Regions from separate parts of the Mus musculus genome. Here region 2 is linked to region 1. A link is a contact called in public HiChIP or PLAC-seq data. All regions are on one chromosome and are shown on one strand. The core of a region is the stretch at or near the end of the contact, and the rest is flanking DNA. Distances in the headings are between cores, read along the strand shown. Region 1 overlaps Sec11a (SEC11 homolog A, signal peptidase complex subunit). Region 2 overlaps Slc28a1 (solute carrier family 28 (sodium-coupled nucleoside transporter), member 1).

Region 1 (3,162 bases), core at 334-2,833:
ACTTTGCTGCTGCAAACAGCTTCCCCAAGCATCTACGACTACACATGTGCCACGGCACCTAGACACAAGCTTTACATTTTATTCACATGTGATTTACATGCATTTTATGGCCTATCAGTTTTTATGGGGTATTTTAATACATATATACAGTGTACACTAAACACATCAAGTTAATTAGCATTTCCACTTTATCATCAAAGCCTGTGGCACACTTTAGGGGCAGCCATTTTGCCCGATGCACTTTACTTCCTGTTAAGAATACTTCCTCTTCTGTGGGGACAGCATTGTCTGGAAGCCTCCAGCGTCACTGTCCCGTTCCCTCCTTTATCTCATTCTTTATCACTGCAGCATTTGTACCAACTCTCCTGCCCTTCTCTCCTCTTTTTCTGACACTGCTTTCTTTTCTGTGATTAACAGATCCAACTTTCTGGTTTCCCAAAGTCATCTCTATTAAGTAGTTTTAGTTGGTACAGTATTAGTTTCATTTCTAAAAATTTTATTACATGCTACAAGATGAATTAACCTTGAAAATTAGGATAGGTAAGAGAAACCAAACGCAGAAGACCACAACTGTGATACTGTCTACACAAGACACCCCACGAGCCATGCCTACACTGCAGGTTAGCACTGTCAGCAGCTGCAGGAAGAAGGGCGTGGCCTGCGCCTGCTAAGAGTGTCGAGAGAAATGATCTGGAATTAGATAGTAGTGTTGGTTGCACAAACTTGTAGATATACTAAAATCTGTGAACTATGCCCCTTAAAATAGAGACTCTTACATGTGAATTCTGTTTCAGTAACATTTTTAGACATAATCGGCTCAGAACCATTGGTGTCAGTGTGGAGTAAACCAGAAACCCCCCTTTTTTCACTGAGAGGTAGCTGTACCACAGACCAGGCTCACCTGAAAGAGTGAGGTACAGCTCGACTCTGAGATATCAGCTTAGTGTTTTACAAATACAATTTCCACAAAGGAAGGTGACTCATTACATTAGGTGTCGAGCTCAGAGGCAGGAGAGTCGATGAGAAGTGAGTTGGGCAGAAAAGCCTGTCTGCCAGCTGTCCACGTCCCAGGTGGTTTATATTTCATAGAATCAATACTTAACTCACATTATTACATTTTTTATTAAAAGCCACTAAAGGGTTTATACTGCCAAAATTGAGATTTTAGTTTAAATTTTATATAGTTTAGAACTTTAAAAAAATTCTTCAAAAAGAAGTTCCTAGGGAGGAAGCCTGAGTACTCTAACCTGGAAAATAATATGTCTTTTTTTTTTTTAACCCAACCCAGGGCTGCCTAGGCAGCCACAGTGACAGACAAAGAAGAACCAAATGCACACAAAGGGACATTCTTACACAGAAGAAGCACACAGAAAGAATTTGTCAAAAAGTGTTAAAATGTGCATATTCTTTACTTAGTAACTGTTTTTTATATTTTTACTGGGAAGACTGGGTAGAACTACTGGATATATCTAACAACAGCAGTGTTCACAAAAGCAAACTAGAAATAGTGCTAACCAGGGCCAATGCTAGGACAGCCAGTAGCCATCTGAGCTTCCCAGGGACTGGAGAGCTAGCTCTGTGAGTGATGATAAGTGTATTGATGTGTAAGTACACTAATGGCCTTGGAGTGAAAAGGTCATTACATGTACAATAGTGTGACTATTCTCTTATATAACAAATGTTGTCAGGCGTGGTGGTGCACGCCTTGAATCCCAGCACTTGGGAGGCAGAGGCAGGTGGATCTCTGAGTTTGAGGCTGGCCTGGTCTACAGAGTGAGTTACACAGCGAAAACCTCTCAAAAAATTAATGGCAGTGGAAGAAAGTAAAGCAACCCCACTTTCCAGTGACTGGGTGCCACGCACTCAGGTCGAGTCAGCTTGACAGGCTGTGAAGCCTAAAAGCCACTCACGAGGCAGAGAGTTTCAAGGAAGCTCACCTCCTGGAGTTTATCCATATACTCATATTCTATTCCCGAATTAGTCTGGTGTATGGATCTACGAGCTCTCTTTTAATATTTTATTATAAATGCCTTTTAAGATTAAATTCTGTTATAGTTAGTCTCCCCAGTGTTCCAAGATCCCAGAAGCTGCCCGAGCTTAGAATCCTGTGAGAAGGCAGTAAGGAAGTTAACCTATTCAGTAACTAACTAAGCATTACAATAGACAGAGCCAGTGGCTCAACTGGTCTGCAGAAAGAGCCAGGGAATCTCATTGAGATAGAAATCTTCAGTAAGGCTACATTGCATATTAAAAACAAGTTGGTATATTCTCCTGACAAATGGAGATTCTCCAGATACTTAAAAGTTACACTCATATAAGAATTTAGCAAGGCCTAGGAAATTAGGGGGGTTGTGATACTGCATTATTCTTGAGGTCTGCCAAGAGAAGAACCCCCTGGTGCTAGCCTTCACAAGGTTCAAAGGTATGACACTAGAGTGTGAAACTCTTGCCTGTCACTAAGCTGACCCTAGGTAGGACTGCTTTATCTTTACTGTAAACATTTACCTGGTTCCTGTAAATCCTTTTGAAGTCATTCCTTTGTTTTGTACCTGGTAACGGCAATGTACCTTGCCTGCTGTGACTTCCAACCCCTTGCATTCTCTGTACTATAAAAAGTTCGATGCTCGACCTGACATTACATTCAGGTTCTACACAACCTCTCCTGTGTGCATCTGTCTGTCATCTCATCCAACGCTTTGCCCACCTGTGACTAGAGACCTGTTCCACGCAGACATAGGGACCCAGAGGGTCTGCGGCAACTGGGGCTTCCTTGTTATTCTAAATGTACCTGCAGGTTTACAACTCGAGGAAAAACAAACACTAAAGAGATGGAGGAGTCTGAAAATGATAGGCGCATCTTTGGGAATGAGGAAATTTGGAAATCTATTTCTCAAAGCCACTGATGACCTAATGTAGATTGTGTTTAGCTTGAACATAGGATATAAAAGTTCCCCTTAAGTTGTACACACACACACACACACACACACACACACACACTCGCAGACAAAACAACACAGTAGTCCTTGTTCTGATCTGGGATTCCTTTACATTTCTCATACTACAATTGAATAAACTTCCTTTCAGAAACAGCCACCTGTTCTGCACAGCATAGTGTCACAGTGAGGTGACAGTACATGCTTGATTTATGCAGTAAGGAGGGGA
Region 2 (3,266 bases), core at 577-3,076, 230 kb after region 1:
CTCTGGGTCCTCCACACCAGGAGCTCTTTAGGTGCTTGGGGCAGCTATAGAACCCTAGCTTCGGACCTCATTAGGGGGGTACTTCCGGCCGCAGGAATAATTTGGCGGAGACAAAAGTAAAGGGTCGGCCACCACGCCCCCGGGGTTCCATTTTTTGAAGTGGCAAAAAGTATTTCCCCTGATTGGGATAGTACCTGCCAAGTGAGAGTCATGGGCTGATGCGGGTTGTCACTCTTTTTCTTAAAAAAGCAGCAGTTTAAGAGGATCAGCAGTCTTTTCCAATTCCCAATCATCTTGGGGTTGCTCAGGAGCTCGCTTCACGTGGGAGGCGTGGATCCATGCAGAGATGCCTTCTACTTTATCAGCGGTGGGGGTGGTTAGCAGCACGATGTAGGGACCCTTGCAATGAGGCTCTAGATTTCCAGCGCGTTGTTGTCGGACAAGAACTGCGTCTCCCCCAAGGGAGACCCTCACTCAAGGCTCGGGACAACTGCGGACTCCCAAGAACTCAGGAGAGACCAAGCTTGATGCAAATCACATGAGGCTTTATTCAGGAAAGCCAGAGCTCTGGGGACAACTCGTATCCCACGCAGGGATAGAGAAGTCAACCGGAAGGGAAATGGGACCCTCCTTTTATGGGCCCTCAAGGGGGAAAAGGAGAAGGGGAAGGGAGGGGACTTCCAGATCACATGCCCCTGAGCAACCAATCAGGTAAGTTTCGATTTCCTGATCTGAGATTTACAAGGAATGGGTACGGGAGGGGTACAAGGAAGGAATCATGTGCAGGCGCAGCTGTGAGCAAAATGGCGCAGGGGTGATGCAACTCTATTGGCTAACGGCTGGTATATGGGGCAACTCAGGATTGGCTCAATCTAAAGTTTTGGGGGAAATTTTCCAAATTCAGCCCAGCAACCAAACCGCAAACGTCTGGCAGTGGGCTATAGCGGTTGGCAAGCATAGCGGATTTAAGGAATGGTCCGAGCACTCTGTACAAACATTTCCTGAAACAATGGAGCAAGTTAAACTTTTACTTTGTGCCAATAGTGATGTCCATTTAGGACACAAGTCGGGGGCTTACATGAGTTTCTACTTTATGTCAGGATCTTTCAGGTCAAGCTTACTCCTGTCTCAGGGCCTCTGGTCTTTCTGGGCGGCTGAGCCATCATCAGTCTGTGTAGTTGACTCCTTCCGGTCTCAGTTAACATTAACCCAGTGCCACACCCTCAAAGAGACCGGTGCTGATATTCCCTGACCATGAGGCTTGTTTTTCTCACCTATCTTCATAGATTCTATCACCCTCTAAAATCACAGCGTATCTATACCTCCACACACACTTCCTGCTCCCAGGAAGGCGTTCTTGTGGCTTCCAGGTATTGGTTGCTTTTCTTTTCTCTGTGATAAAGCACCCTACAGAAACAACTTAAGGAAGGAAGGAGATGCCTGTGGACCCACAGTGTAGAGGTACAGGCTATCATGGCAGAGAGGGCCTGGCGGTGTGTGTGAGGCAGCTGGTCACAATGTAGGAAGGGGTGTGCGGAAAATATGGGTGCTCAGCTTACTTGTCTGTGGGTGTAGGACTGAGGATGGGAGGGGGATGAGCGGCGACAGAGTTATGTGACCGAACCCAGCTCAGGCAGTTAGACTCTGGAGACCAGCATCAGGGCACAGATCCGAGATTATTACCCAGCACATAGGCTTAGATACAATGTTTGAGCCAATCCCAAGCCCCTAAATCCTTGGCCAATCATCTCTCACCACACTGTCACTGGGCTCCAATGAAAGTCCCGTCTGATGAGGTTACTCAGAAGAAGTGGGAGGAGTTAGGGGAAGCAGCCAACCCCTGGCCGCGGTTCCTTTTTGTTGGTTCACCGGTGTTCTACGAGCCATCTTATGTCTAATGCTGACTACAGCAGATCAGGACTTTCTGAGGAGTCTCAGGAGCCTGAGGCACCTCGCTCTCTATCCCACTTTTTCCCTCACAAGGTTGATTTCCACATCCCCTATAACGTTCTACTTTATGTTCATTCTGGAGCCCCAGCCTACGAGATAGTGTATCCACATTCAGGGTGGGTGGGTCGTCCTTCCTCAGTTACACCTCTCTGACCACACCCTTACAGATGCACTATGGAGCGTATTTCCACCATGATTCTAAGCCCAGTCACGTTGAACATGAAGATTAACCATCATACGCCCATCTCCCCGTCCTGCAAAGCAGTACCAAGAATGCTAGGGCTCCATAGCTGGATTAGATAAAGAGTAGCCCAGACTTCTACACAAGCCCCAAAGCAAATGCCCAGTGAAGGCTCAGCCCCTTTGTGCAGATCGGGCTTGCATCCCTTCCCAGGCCTCTGTTTGCTTCCCTGGAAAATAAGAGTCCTTTCTGTCTTAGGTTGTAAGCACAGAGGGGGAGGTGCCTGGGTGTGAGGAGCACGGTAAGTGTCAACACACACGGGTAGGGTAGGGTGGTGGTATGCAGGTCCTATCACAGAGGAGGGAGGACAATGGGGCCCAGAGAGGCTCAGCTGACTAGAAACCCACCCTCTGTCTCCTCTGAGATTCTTCATCAAGAACCATGACCTGTCTCAAAACAAAACAAAACAAAACAAAACAAAACAAACAAACAAAAAACCTGTGACCATCACCCAGCCGCCACCGCGGCAGCTCACTGCTTGCCTTCTGACTCTTTGTAGACTGAAGCTCCACTGCTGATCCGGCCCTATCTGGCAGATATGACACTCTCTGAAGTTCACGTTGTCATGACTGGAGGCTATGCTACTATTGCTGGCAGCCTCCTGGGCGCCTACATCTCCTTTGGGGTAGGTAGAACTTTTCTCTGCTGGGCTATGCCAAAGCCCTGAAACTGCCTTTCTGGAAGCCCCACAAGCTCCTAATCACAGCAGTCATGGGATGTCCCCTCTCTGTCTCAAAGCCCAGCTTTGCCTGAGCAAGGCAGGCTTGCTGGGCTAAACTACTTGGTTAGACCTTTTTTTTTTTTTTTTTTTTTTTTAATGGTTTTAGAGTTTTATTGTAGAAAGGCGGGGGGGGGGGGGAGAAGGTAGAAGGAGAGAGAGGCTGGCCATGGCCACTTGAAGAGAGGGGGAAGGGAGAGAGAAAAGGAGGGCTAAGAAATGTCAGAGCTTAAAGAGAGCTGGCTACACTTTTCAAATGGCCCCTGGGTCAGATTCCCAGAATTCCATTTACTAAGCTCATATTATGTATCAGGCACTATGCTGGGTGCTTTAATATCCCCGTTTTATAGATAAGCA

Evidence for each region. HiChIP or PLAC-seq counts read pairs in DNA pulled down with a chosen protein or histone mark.
Region 2: an H3K27ac HiChIP or PLAC-seq map of embryonic stem cells shows a contact between it and region 1, with 10 read pairs. The contact joins two enhancer-like sites. A contact is called at or near these places in 3 of 15 datasets of contacts at CTCF or cohesin (CD8 T cells and the NIH/3T3 cell line), 2 of 484 Hi-C or Micro-C datasets (bone marrow-derived macrophages and cortical neurons), 8 of 115 datasets of contacts at active chromatin or transcription factors (embryonic stem cells, extraembryonic endoderm stem cells and memory CD8 T cells) and 3 of 9 other capture datasets (adipose tissue, embryonic stem cells and pancreatic islet).

What each region holds. Positions count from the first base shown.
Region 1 is chr7:80,918,873-80,922,034 of GRCm38.p6, forward strand. All of the region lies in intron 4 of Sec11a (SEC11 homolog A, signal peptidase complex subunit), which reads right to left. The region is part of intron 2 of Gm51451 (a long non-coding RNA gene); the gene reads left to right. Among named protein-coding and RNA genes, the nearest start is that of Gm51451, 9.9 kb to the left of the region's middle. Within about 2 kb of position 1,584, at least 99 of the 459 cell types and tissues checked have an H3K27ac peak or open chromatin away from gene starts, as enhancers often do. A contact at or near this core is called in embryonic stem cells and extraembryonic endoderm stem cells, where this site is marked.
Region 2 is chr7:81,150,710-81,153,975 of GRCm38.p6, forward strand. It overlaps Slc28a1 (solute carrier family 28 (sodium-coupled nucleoside transporter), member 1), which reads left to right. Exons shown (of 18, transcript NM_001004184.3): 11 at 2,691-2,816. Among named protein-coding and RNA genes, the nearest start is that of Slc28a1, 38 kb to the left of the region's middle. Within about 2 kb of position 1,827, at least 17 of the 459 cell types and tissues checked have an H3K27ac peak or open chromatin away from gene starts, as enhancers often do. A contact at or near this core is called in embryonic stem cells and extraembryonic endoderm stem cells, where this site is marked.